2 separate regions of the Lactuca sativa genome follow, and region 1 is linked to region 2. The links are chromatin contacts, called in public Hi-C maps. All regions are on one chromosome and are shown on one strand. Each heading gives the region's core, a stretch centred on a gene start, on an enhancer-like site or on the middle of the called end of the contact. The rest is flanking DNA. Distances are from core to core; before and after follow the strand shown.

The links. Hi-C and Micro-C count contacts between places; a contact is called where the count stands out from the background.
Region 1: a Hi-C map of leaf shows a contact between it and region 2, with 4 times the contacts expected there. The contact joins the promoter of LOC111891863 here to the promoter of LOC111891854 in region 2. A contact is called at or near these places in 2 of 4 Hi-C or Micro-C datasets (both in leaf).

The regions. Positions count from the first base shown.
Region 1 is chr4:401,554,156-401,561,391 of Lsat_Salinas_v11, forward strand. LOC111891863 (protease Do-like 9) reads left to right here and starts at 5,614. Exons shown (of 9, transcript XM_023887922.2): 1 at 5,614-6,305; 2 at 6,501-6,700; 3 at 6,785-6,965; 4 at 7,045-7,236. The coding sequence starts at 5,756.
Region 2 is chr4:401,230,080-401,237,288 of Lsat_Salinas_v11, forward strand. It overlaps LOC111891854 (xyloglucan glycosyltransferase 4), which reads right to left and starts at 3,467. Exons shown (of 4, transcript XM_023887917.3): 1 at 2,416-3,467; 2 at 1,995-2,303; 3 at 1,127-1,531; 4 at 1-675. The coding sequence starts at 3,054. The coding sequence ends at 34.

The DNA of each region.
Region 1 (7,236 bases), core at 4,364-6,863, 330 kb after region 2:
CGGACACTCCGCCTTCCGGTGTCCAGTCTGGTTGCAGTGAAAACAAACTGCAAACCCCTTGGGGAAATCCTTGGCCATATGCCCCTCATTGCCACACTTGTAGCAAGACCCTGCTCTACACACCCCTCATGATTCTTGCCGCACTTGCCACAAGTGCGGCCCTTTTGGTTCCCAGATCTCGAATCGGCGGGCTTAGCTCGCTTGGCAGCTGGCTGGGACTGTGTCGGTCGCCGATCCCTCCCTTGAGACTCCGCCTCCTCCCTGGCTTGAGTCTCTAGCTCAATCTCCCTCTTTCAGGCATTTTCCTGAAGCTCGGAAAATTTCCGGTACGTCGAGTTCGCCACGAACTCGCGGATGTCTCTCCTCAAAATGCTCAAATACCGGCTCATACGTGCCTGCTTAGGGCAGAACATCGCCCTCTCATGAAACATTATGGTGATCACAGTAACAGACTCCGTACCCTGCTTGAGGGTCAAGAACTCCTGGGCCAAACGCTCCCTTTCCACTGGGGGAACGTACTCATCACGAAACATAGCGGTGAACCTCTCCCAGGTCACCGCAGCAAGCTCTGCAGAAGAATAGTGCGCTGTCACAAACTTCCACCAATCCTTCGCCCCCAAGCGAAGCTGGTTCAGCGCGAACCGAACCCTTAGATGCTCCGGACATGAACATGTGTAGAAGCACCCCTCAATGTCAGAGATCCACCTCATCGCAACTATCGGATCCTGAGTCCCATCAAACTCTGGTGGCTTCGTGTTTTTGAACTCCTGGTACAACAACGCGTCACCCCCTGCGGCCTGGCAGCAGCAACGGCCGTAGTGGCTGCAGCAACATCAACATCAGTAAGAGCAGCATAACGCTCATCAAAAGTCTCGATCAGGGTGGTCTTGATAGACCCGAACATCTCTAGAATCTTAGCGCGGATGGAAGCAACCACCTCATCATGAAATAAATCGTTGATCCACCCAACAGAATACCCTAGTTCTCTCCCACCTAGGGTTCGAACTATCGCCAATTGGCATACCAACATACTACACCACATACTGTTTCACTAGGTACAACACACTTACTCTTGAAATGTACCACATAACACTCGATGATCTTCCATTAAAGACCATGCAAATTCTATATATCCCAAATCTCAGATGAAATCCCTAGAAACTTTCCAACGTGACTGCCCCTAGTCACCAAAATCCCATACCGACCCACTACCAAACATCTCAATTGTTCCAAAGTAGACGTGACCCTCTGTATGACAGTAATGCACTATGACACATCTCATCCTTGATCCTTCAACCAACATTCCATCGCTTGGATCATCATAGAAGCAAGAGATCTCACTCTCATAGTCGATGTCCGATGTAAACCACGAGGGCCACCGCCCCGATATATTCCTACTGATAACTCGAAACTGCTACTAATTACACCTTACTGCTTTCAACGAGGGTATCCCCCCTGTCCTCATCCATCTCAGTCCTTGCTGATGACTCTCTCATGTAAAAGAGATACCTCGCGGCAGACATACTGCCCAAATATTCTGGTGAAAAGGTCGCAACCATATGCTACCCCACGGGGTTTACCTCCAAACTTGGAAACCGGAAGCTCGTTATCTCTTTTGCTTCTCACAGGAAACGGGAATAGTGCAACTCTTGTCATAGAAAGTGATATCTCCGCTATCAACTGATTGCCCATCTCAAATCGCAATCCTCCACGAAACGTCATCTCTAATCATCCATGAGTCTTGTGACTCCAACTGGCATCTCACCAATAAAATCTCTCGGAACCTAACTCAATATCGCTCTCAAGGTACGTTCCATTGAAGCTCATCCAACATGGACCTCTGGCCCCACACCCTATCACATAAGTTCTCAGTCCGAACAACCACAACGAGACCACTGGTAAGGATAAAAGCACTAACGACTACCAATCATGGTACTCGAACCATGTTATCTCCTCTCAATCTGATACTAATCATGGTACTCAAACTATGTTATCTCCTCTTAGTTTGCTACTTATAACCTCTGGAATTTTCCTTGTTTCAAGTATGGGTCCTCTTCTTTCAGTAGTACGAGCCCATACTACCTGCCACATCTACCCATACTTTCCACATAGATCATCCCAGAATTCCTAAGTAGCTTCTCAACCTTCTCGATCACCAATCCCGTCACGCATGTTCGCTCTCCAGCGAATACTCTCCTCTATCAGCGTACTCATTTGACTAAGTTCACTCCCTAGGCTCTTCCTAGGTCCTCACACTTCTCTGTCATCAGATGCTGAGGAACTCCTTATGATGCCAACCACCTACCTCCTGAATATCGTCATATTCACTTAGTAGCCGACTCCCATCATGAAGAGTTCCACAAATCACAAAGCACAAATCACAAAGCAAGCAACATTCGGGCATCGAATAATCTCCACCAACACGTAAAACCACTCTAGGTTACAACTACACTTGCTCTATTCACACATAAAAGGTATCACCAAACTCAAGCAACCCTACCTCTCGTGGGTATCTAACTACTCTCTTAGTAGGTTCCTCAAATGCTCATCTAGGTATCCCCCTAGATTACTCCTTTACTCAAAGCTCTCTCTAAAAGATTCCCATTGGATACTCTTACTCTGCACATACTCAAGGCACATTAGGCTAAAACATCACAAATCAGGCAACTCTAGCCCTAAATTATGTACTACCTAGCTTATCCTCTAGCATGCATCACTGATATCTCAAGAATAACTCATAACACAAATAAGTAAGGGTATTTTGAAATTTTTTCTCAAATCGTCAGTTTGAGTCCAGACACACCCGAAGGTACATCCGAATCCTTTAAACCAAAGCTCTGATACCAACTTGTAACACTGTAAATTTTCAAACAAAAATTTCATTTTTAAAATCACATAATTCTCATAACACATTTCACAAAATCCCAATTATTTAATTAACAAAACGGAACTCCATAATTATTTGGTTAATTATTTAGGATCCTCAAAACATAACTTTTTCTCTGGTGTGTACAATCAAGCTGACGCCTTCCCATGATCTTGAGAAGAACCTGAAACACATATCACATAAAACGGTAAGCACGAAGTTTAGCGACTTCTCCAAAATACCACACATATCTCATTAGCCTCTCATGGCTATACTCAGATAAGACCCTCCGATCAATGTGTCTCAGTTGGACCCCTTGGTCCCACAACTTAGGTGGACCCTCCAGTCCTAACTCAGTAAGCTCAAAATAATACACAACATAAATCACAAAGACATAATGCAGGATATGGCAATACTCAATATAAGCACATAAGACCCTCTGGTCACACAAAGGTTACCACTCTAGGTAAAGTATAGTGAGCAGACTCACCTCGAAAGTAAGCAAGCAATAAACCTCGTACACGAATCTCCGAAATAGCCTTCACCTAACACATAGGATAATTATCTCTAATTAACACTTAATCATGAATCTAAATAAACTAAGTTATTTTCTCTCTCAATTATTGGGATGGGTAAAAGACCATTTTAACACTCCATGGTCCCCATAATCCCTATCTTGACCAAACCCTAAAGTCAACATAAGTCAACACTCGAGTCAACAGTCCATGTTGACTTGACTCGCCGAATCCCCATCGATCCTTCAAAATTTTCGCGAAAACCCAACTTAACTCGTCGAGTTGTCTCATCAACTCGCCGAGTTACCCATGTCCAGACTCATCGGGGAAACTGAGTCGGCTTATCGACTTGTCGAGTCCCTTAATTCTGTTTTCTCATTCAAACATTTTAAGGTAGAAACACCACTCCAAACTTTAAATCTAGCCTCCCAAAGCTGAGATACCACATAAAGTTGCAAGCTTTACATCCATGCAGGTCTAGAAGGGCTAAACTCATCAAAACACGGCTTTACAAGGACATTAGCTCATGTAGGTTGTCCTAAGCTTGATAAAGCTTGTGTCTCTTGGTCCAAGGGACCTCTTATTGTCCAGATTCGAAGTCTCATCTCCATATCATTCTCAAAATCATAAATGACTAAAAAAGAAGCTAGAAAAGCCATAACTCACAAATAAGGGGATCTAATGTTAGAGTGATCAAGGTAACGACTTGTTACCTGAAATAGGATGCCAAAAAGAAGTAGATAACAGATTCTTAGCCTCCCCCTTGATCCAAGCTCCTGAATCCTCAAGCCTCTTCAAGAATCCCACCAAAATAAGCATCTTAAGCCTCACACACTCAAGATAGGGTTTAGCTTACTAGGGTTTGTTCTTTGGATATGGAGAGTGATGAGGGAGTCGGGGTGGAGGCTTAGAGTCCTTTAACTAGGGTTTCCTCAAACAGCTCTAACTCGATGAGTTGGTCTCTCAACTTGTCGAGTTGGTCATAAAACTCACGCGACCAACTCAGCCTCTACTCGACGAGTCTGGACCTCCAACTCGTCGAGTCACCCAGCTAAAATTTAATATATAATCAATAAAAATTGTAACTGTAGTTCATGATGTTACATAGCCACTAAATTATTTTTAATACATGATTACTATTAAACTATATTCAGTTGTTAAAAGATTACCGTTACAACAAGCTATTATAGGTAAACACTAATTTGTTATCGACATGGTTGAGGTGGATCTAATATATGACAGTGGGCTTAAATTCAACATGTAAGTTGACTAACATGCATCCCTTGTTCCATAAATTTCAACGCATGATTGGTGCAAACAAGTTTGAGGCACAATGCAAAAGAAAAAAGACCCTGAAAACTACTAATGTGATATGGTTTATTTACTTAAAGTTCAAGAGGATAAGTTAAAATCGAATGTAAAACCACTTATCATAGAATTAAGGCACACCGAAACCTTCCTCGTTATATATCTTTAATACAAAATGTTCTAATTTGAGATGATAGACAACAATTGCATGGAATTTCAGTTTTCCCCTTCGTATTCGAGTTGGAAAACGCAAAAAAAGATGAAATTGTTGGAACCTTGTTCATATTTGAGTTACATGGCCTACACTTTAAAGATAAGCCTACAATTGCATATTAGATCCTTGTGATCTATGTAGATGCCGAATCAACATTTATCTACAATACATTGTGTAACGATAGTGTTTGAAGATCTAAAGAAAGTTATTGGTAGGTAAACCGTACATAAAAATAGCTTAGTGATTAATATATACATAATGTATAATACATTGCCTCTCAAGTCATTAATTTTATACATGTAATATCCACATCATTAATATTTAATCGTTTTTTTTCCAAATAAACAAAGTAACTGACATAACCAATGATATTTGATAAAAATTATACTTTTCGAAAAAAGTTGAGTGGTGTAAAAAAACAATTTAGTGACTAACATGTATACTAGATATAATACATTATTTTCTCAAGTAATGAGAATGTGCATAAAGATGGTATAAGATCGTTATCGTCAAAATTCAAAATATAATGAAACTAAAAGTCGAACGAATATAATGTTGTTATAAAATTTGAAAATAATCAAAACCCGGTTCAGTAGTGGTTTTGAACCTGACAAAGTCACAAAACCGGTCTGGATCAAACCAGTTGGGCTCGTTACGTGGGCTGTTAAGAGTCTAACCCAATTCATAAATATAGAGCTTACGTTACGTATGAAGCCCAAACCCATTCCGTCATCTCTTCGTCTTGTCCCTGCCGGAAATTATCAAAATCCAATCCTTCTCCGCCATTCCCAGACCTCTAAAGGCGCCGGTATGTTACGTACTCGCCATTGATCGGAAAATTAAACGCTAAGTATGGATAAAGCAGTGAGAAAACGTGGTCGGAAACCTAAAAATGCAGTGGACGCAGAAGCAAACCCTAACTCAAACACCGCCGTTGCGGAAGAGGTCGTAGCTTCCTTAAACGCTGCTGCTGATACTACCAAATCCGACCGCCGTGGTTCCAAACGTCGTAGGAAGACTGGAAAAGAAAAAGCTGATGACGTCGCCATTGTTGTGTCTCCTGAACGAAGAGCGTCTAGACATAGCGACCACAACGGTGATTGCGACATCCTTACGACTGTTGCGGACGGTCCTCCGCAATGGGAGAGCGTCGGGAAGGTTGTTCCGTCGATGGATGCGGTGGTTAAGGTGTTTTGCGTTCATACAGAACCGAATTTCTCGTTACCATGGCAACGGAAGAGGCAGTATAGTTCCAGTAGTAGTGGATTTATCATCGGAGGAAGGAGAGTTTTGACAAATGCGCATTCCGTAGAGCATCATACTCAGGTCAAAGTTAAGAAACGTGGCTCCGATACTAAGTATTTGGCCACCGTGCTTGCCATCGGAACTGAATGCGATATAGGTCGGTGCATATTTTATTCATTGATGCGTAATCCTTGGTTATTATTTTGCTATTATAAATAGAAACATGCGACAAACCATCAATTTTATATTTGAAATGTAGCTATCACTTCGCTTATCATCAGCCATGAAGTTTATTTTAACCTATCTATTTGCATAGTTTGTCTTAAACTAAAAAATTTTACATGGTTTGCAGCAATGTTGACTGTGAACGATGATGAATTCTGGGAAGGAATTTCACCATTGGAGTTCGGAGATTTGCCTGCATTACAAGATGCTGTGACTGTTGTTGGCTATCCTATTGGAGGAGATACAATCTCAGTTACCAGTGGAGTTGTCTCTCGCATAGAGATATTATCTTATGTTCATGGATCAACCGAACTTCTTGGTTTGCAAGTAGAAATCTTGATACACACTCTCCCTTCACATTTCATTTATCATTGCTCTGTATTGTTTTTCTGATTATTGATTATTTTGCAGATTGATGCTGCAATAAACTCTGGGAATTCTGGTGGCCCTGCCTTTAATGACAAAGGAGAGTGTGTTGGTATTGCATTTCAGTCTCTTAAACATGAAGATGCAGAGAATATTGGTTATGTCATACCAACCCCAGTTATCATGCATTTTATTCAAGACTATGAGAAGAATGGTGAATACACAGGTGATTCCCATCACTTTCACCTACTTATTTCATCTTGTTTTTTCATGAACTTAGAGTTTTGAAATCTTGAATTGATTAGGGTTCCCGATTCTTGGAGTTGAGTGGCAAAAGATGGAGAATCCAGATCTAAGGATGTCAATGGGAATGGGCAATGAACATAAAGGTGTTCGAATCAAAAGAATTGAACCAACAGCTCCAGAATCTAATGTCTTGAATCCTTCTGATATAATCCTTAGCTTTGATGGGGTTAATGTTGCTAATGATGGAACAG
Region 2 (7,209 bases), core at 2,217-4,716:
AACTCTTCCCCAATTTCAATTTCTTTCATTCCTTCAGTTCACCTGTTCCCCAATCAAATCCAACCCAACAGCAAGAAACGACAACCCTTGAAACAACAAGAAATAGAAATGAATTCCATGAGCCGATAAAAGACTTCTTGTAGCAGCAGTAAGCAATAGGAACGCAAGCGCAAGTTCTTTCCTATAAATCCTGTTCTTCTTCTTCTCAACAACAATCGGAATCTCTTGTTCCTTCAATTTCCCAAGCATGTCAAGTCCGGAATCAGACAAACGTCTCTGAATCTTGTCTTCACTGAAGCTTTTCGATTCCCTTTCTGCAAATGCCAAAAGATCTGATTCCGATGATCTCCCTGATTTCTTAGTGACTACCCATTCGTATGCACTTCCAAGCTGGAAAAGACCAGAGACCATGGCATTGAATTTGGTTACTGACATTGTGTTCTCAAACAACAAGTATGGCATCAAGAATGGGAATGATTTTGGTGATGGGAGAATGTTTAAGATTGACATTGTCACGGGTACGTAACATATGACCCAAATTGGTAATTCGGCTTCGGGTATGAACATTGTTAAGGGAAGAATCACACAGAAGAGGGTGAATGAGTAAAAGGGTAGAATTAGTTTTCGTAAAAGGAAGAACAAGAAGATCATGTTTGCCTTTTTCCACTTTGATATCTGCAACAAGATTGAATCTTTAAGGTTAATATTGTTTCTTCAAGTGTTATATATGTGAAATAGAAATGAAAGTATTATAACATTCTACTTTGACATCTTTCTACTTAATTTTTTTTTTCTTATTATGGAATTGTACTTCTAAGATCTACTCAATTATAGCATTCTGATTTCCATCTTTTTTCTTAGTAAGACATATATTTTGGAAAATCTACCTAATTATAGCGAGATAATGACATAAAAGCCCTTAAGTTTGATAGAAAATATGCGGATTTTAGGTTCACTAAAACCGGATATTTGCAACTTATATATATTTTTTTCAATTTCGATGAAACTGCAATGATGTGGTAATTCTTTTATAATAGTTACAACGTTGTAAACTTGTAATATGAAGAAGTGATAAAAAAAAAAAGAAGAAGTCCGAATAAAGATTAGAATGAATTTGTAAATGAACCTTGGAAGAAAGGATAGCAGGAAGGCAAAGACGAAAAAGTTGCATAGGACCCGAATGCCATCGATGTTGTTGTTTCTTATAAGCTTCATAAGACTCAGGCAATTCACAAAGAACTTTAACATCATTAAGATAAATAAACTTCCATCCATTCAAATGTGCTCTAACAGCAATATCCATATCTTCAACCGTTGTTCTTTCAAGCCATCCACCCGATTCTTCCAAAGCTTTAATCCTCCAAACACCCGCTGTTCCATTGAACCCAAAGAAATTGAGAAAGTGTCCATTCACTTGTTGTTCAACTTCAAAATGGAAACACAAATTGATGTTTTGTAGCCTTGTGAGTAAGTTTTCATCTTTGTTTACAAATGACCACCTTGCTTGAACAAGAGCCAAATCCGGTTTCCCCTAAAATTACACAAAAAAATTAGATAATGTAACAAATAGCAACGTATTCATTATAGTGTCTTATCTTTCATTTCTTCATGTTACAATGTACATTTGGTAGATATTTCAAAGCACAATGTCTTGATAAGAAAAGAATGATGAAAAGTATAATGTTGTAATAGAAAGAAAGGAGAGTAGGATGTTATTATAAAGAGATAAATGTTATAACCACTTTTTGGAAACAATATGGTTGTTATGGAGTTCATTTGAATCAAGAAAGAACAAATGAACACCATGATCACATGGTGCATTAGGTTTTTTCCCTAGACTCAAAGAAGACTAGAAAAATAAAATAAAATAAATCTTTAAATGTGTGGGTTAATCATCAAAAAAGGAAAAACAAAAAAGTAAAAGTTGCTAAATATGGAAAGTGTGGATACCCATGATCAATTATTGGTGAGAGATAGTCATGTAGGTTTGTTACCTTAAAATGCGGAACTGTCAGTATAAGGAAATCAGGATTAGGTTGAAAATCTGCATCTAAAATGGCAACAAATTCATAGTTTTTGACATAATCACAAGACATCGCTGAATGAAGATTTCCAGCTTTGTATCCTGTTCTAACGAATCTGTGTCTGTAGATGATGTTTACTCCTTTCTCTTTCCATGAATTCACTTCGTTTCTTATCAAAATCTGTAAAAGTTCATCGCTTGAATCGTCCAAAACTTGAATCAAAATCCTGTCTTTTGGCCAATCCAATTGGCAAGCAGATGCGATTGATTGTTGATACACCTTCATTACACGAAACCCACAAAATTAATCAGCAAAAAGATCGATAAAAAAAAAACATGGGTTTTTCTTAGATTTGACTGGAAAACCTCAAAATTATTTGGTAAAATGGTACCTCTCTTTCATTGCACATGGGGATCTGAACGAGAACCATGGGGAAAGACGAAGGATCTTCAATGTCGTAAGATTGATCATCAATCACCGGCTTGATTTTCTTCAATTTGATCCAAAAACAACCAATCCCAAGTATGAATCTATCGAGCGATTGAATCATGAAAAGCAAAACGCAGAATTGAGACAACATCGTGATGGATGGAGCAAGATAATCAGCTCTGAATGAAATCCAACCCATGTAAGACAAGTGTACAAGTCCCATAGCTTCCGATGGTATAAGTTTCAAATCCCAATTTTGTAAATAAGCAATGATTTCAACAACCAAAGCGACAATAGAAATAGCAAGAAATACTCTTATGAATTTGTACATAATCCTCTCTTTATATTTGACTTCATCTTTGCTTGAATCTGATAAAGCAATGCGCTTTTTAACAGAAACAAAGGTCTTGGAAACCCCCATTGCTAACCATGGAAAGAAAGAGAGGATTCTTTGAGCTTTGAGTAAAAGCAGCCATGAAAACTGTTTCGTGCTTGCTGTTTTTTGCTTCTCAAGAAACACAGATGTTTCTGAATCATCGACTTCTACTAACGAGATGTTGCTTGGTTTGTCTATTGTGACTACCACAGAACTTGGTGCCATTTTCTTGAAGCTAAATCCACAAATCCCAGATGGGATTTTGCGATTTTGCAGACAAAAGATCAAGAATCAAAGAAAGATCAAAAGGGTTTGCAGAGGTACAAAGATTAAGACATCATAGAAGCTTATCTGACGAAAGAAAAAGAATCGGTGAAATCTGGATCTTGAAAGCTTAAAGACGAATGTACAGAAAGATAGAAGGATGCAGAAGTTGATTAGTCAAAATACAAAAATCTTAGAGAGAGAAAAAGAGAGATTGTACTTTGTAGTATGTAAATGGAAGGTTCAAGGAGGCGATTAGAGGCCTGCAAATTTAAATGTGGAAGGATTTGTTTAATTTTTTTCGATAGACGAGTGAGGAAGATAGTATGAGGGTTTGGTCAACTCTATCTCGGTCTCAATCATGTGCTATGACACAATATATGTAAATCTATGGATGCAATTTATAGCACAGATCGTAATAAATAGTACTAATATATTATTTTATTATATTTTAATTGAGTTCTTTGAATTTTATGGAATATTATCATGGTTATTATTAGTTTTCGGGATTGATTACTTGTAATCTTGGAAATAAAACATATATAGTATGTCTATTTTACATCATAGTCATTTTTATTTTTATTATGTTTTTACCATTACAATGACATGTTATAAATAAACAAAAATAATACATGTTACACAAAGAATATTTGCCTTTGCTTTTTGGACCATTTTCAATATTTACTAAGAGGATTCGACCATTTTCTCATCGGACCATTTTCAATATTTATTAAGAGGTTTCATTATTTTCTTTGGAAATCCCTATGGGGGTTGGGTTTGCCCTGTAAAGAAGTTCGAACCCGGGATGCTCGTTGAAATATGCGAGTAGGCTTCTGATTAATCATTTGTCGTTTCCAAAAAATATATATTGTGGACCGTTACTAAAACTCTATTGAAATTCATTTCTCATTCCCGATTTTTCGGGATGCTCGTTGAAATATGCGAGTAGGCTTCCGATTAATCATTTGTCGTTTCCAAAAAATATATATTGTGGACCGTTACTAAAACTCTATTGAAATTCATTTCTCATTCCCGATTTTTGGCAAACATTTATGCACATCTCTCTCAACCCATTATTGAACCTCTCTCAAACTTCTCAACACAAAGCATCTTCTACAAACCATCCTTAAATTCTATTACAATACATTGTTACACAAACTATTATATCTACATAACCAAAATGATAGTTTACAATCTCTTTACCTATATTTTGCATCTTGGATCCTTTCAAATCCCAAACCATATAACACATTTCACAATATGTCATTTTCACTCTTTTTTTAAGTTACACATAGATTATTTAAGATGTTGGATCAATGTGGTAGTATATCTTCCAAACAACTAGATTATTATATTTTTATCCATATGTTATACCGTGGAACTATGAAAAATATATGAAATCTTAAACATATTTTATAATATATCATTTTCACGTATCTCAAGTTATACATAGATAATCTAACATGTTAGATCAATTTGGTAGTATATCTACATGACCAAATTGCTAGTGTGGTGTACTTTTATCCGGCATGAAACCCTAAAAATATCTCAAAGTTGTGAATAGATATTTAAATTATTAGGTTAATTTAGTGGAATATCTGTATAACAAAACTATTATTTTATTATTTTATTATATTTGTACTCCCTTTTGCATTTTTTACTTCTATCATTCGTTATGATCCACTAGGATTCTCAAACTTTGGTGGAGGAATTTCGGTTGTTGTTGAAATCTATTTACTGCTCAGTCATTTACTTAACAACATTGTTTTCGGAATGATACATGTTTTCAAAAGTGTAAGATATATATGGAGTCAAAGATTTTCTATCTAAAATGACTCTTTTGTAGAATTAATATCAGACTCCACATATACCTTACATGGTATCATATTATCGATAAATATGACAAAAGATAGGAATATATCTTGTATTATTTGAAATTCATTTCTCTTAGGATAGTTGTTGTACTTTCTATATCATATATATGTTTTGATGTTTAATGAGAATAATCAAGGAAATTACTTCTCATATGGTATCAGTCAGGATCACCAAACCCTAGCCGAACCCCCTTCTTCTTTTTTCCTTCGACAAAGTCTTTTCTCTTATTCGCCATGGCATCGTCCTCCACTGATCTTCCCCTTAACATCATTCTCCACTTTCTCACCATCAAACTCACCTCATCCAATTACCTCATTTGGAAAAATCAGATTCGGCCTTTACCATCCTATCAAAACCTATTAGGTCATGTTGATGGGACTCTCTTCTGTCCACCGTCCACCGTTGAACTCGACGGGTGCAATACCCCATTTTTCAATCTATAGTGGAATTCAATATAAACCGTTTTTTTATAAAATTCGAAGTAGAAATATATTATTTTTCGCCAAAATAATCATAATAAACATGTAGTAGACGTTAATACAATTTTCATAGATATATGGAACGCTTAAATCTGACTTCGTATGAAGAAGTTCTGATTGTTCGAAGTTTTACGTTCAACCCTATTATAACACCGTAAAATTTAAGACAATTTTTCGCATTTTAAAACACATTTATTATCAAAATCTCATTGTATCATATCTTCGTTTCACAAAACATTCCCCAAGATCAAAATACATAAAATCCTATGCGTGTGTACGAATCATGCCGGCACCTTCCCGCGATCATCACTGGTACCTGAAACACATAACACATAACACTGTAAGCATAAAGCTTAGTGAGTTCCCCAAAATACCATATATAACACATACTAGCCACTCGAGGCTATAACTTTGTGGGCCCTTAGGGCCCTAACTCTGTGGACCCTCTGGTCCTAGCTCTGTGAACCTTCCGGTTCTAACTCTGATATACTTTGATATACACATGACATAAATCACATAGAAATAATACAGTGCAACACATCACATAAATAGCATACAATAACTCTGTCACATAACTCTAATTACCACTCAAGGTAAAGTATAGTGAGAAGACTCACCTCAGATGTCTCGGTAAATCTCTGACTCGATAGAAATACGATCTAGCCTCCGCCTAATCATATAAAGTAAATACTCTCATAAATATAACTCTCGGGACTAGACTCAACCCTCTCTTGGCACCCTCAGAAGGGTAAAAGACCATTTTACCCCTCTTTTGGCTCAAAGGCCCTCATTGTTGACCAAACCGTAAAAGTCAACAAAAGTCAACGGTCAAACTTTGACCCGACTCGTCGAGTGCACTTGGGCGACTTGGCGAGTCTACACGTGTCCACTAACTCTCTAGTTTCGTTTGGCACATCGAGTCCCTCCCCTTGCTCGATGAGTCACACCTGGCATGAATCACGGGGCCACCCCGACTCAACTCGCCGAGTCTCAAGATCAACTCGGCGAGTTCCGCCTTAAACTCCAGTCCTCTAATCTCTCTCTGACTCACTGAGTTATTCCACCAACTCGGCAAGTCTACTCACTGAGTGATTTACGGGAAACCCTAACCCTACTCGCCGAGTCTGCCCTTGGACTCGACGAGTTCATGCCATGCACAAACTCAATTGACCTCTTGAGGTCAGATCTATTCCTTTGATCCATATATCTGACCTTCCCAAGCCTGATAAACATGTAAAGCTCGAATCTTGACACTCATGGGACATCTAGGAGGTTTCACTTGGTGATTTAGCCCCAAAAATAACATCCTAAGCTCAACACCTCCATAGCTCAACATAAAGCAAGCTGAGATAAGCTCTTTAGACCACTATGGGTCCAGATCCGAAGTCTCAAAGGGAATAAGGGCCATATTCTCACAATTTCTTTCATTAAAGGACATGAAAACTCTACATCTATGGATTCCTTCAACAAAACAGATAAAGGGGCGATATAGTACCTCAAAGATGAAGTCTTTTACTTGAAATCCACAGATGCGCCACCTCCTTCTTGCAAGAATCAACCACAAAGATCAAGAAATGGCTCCTTTCCTCTCACAACCGCTCTAGCTCTTTTAGGGTTTCTCTCTGGGGTTTGGTAGCTGCAAATGACGACCCTAAGGGCCTTTAAATAGGTCCCAAACCCAGGAAATTAGGGTTTCATTAAACAGCATGGGCCTTACACGCTGCGTACGCCAGGTTACGCCAGTGTACTAACAGATTAAGCA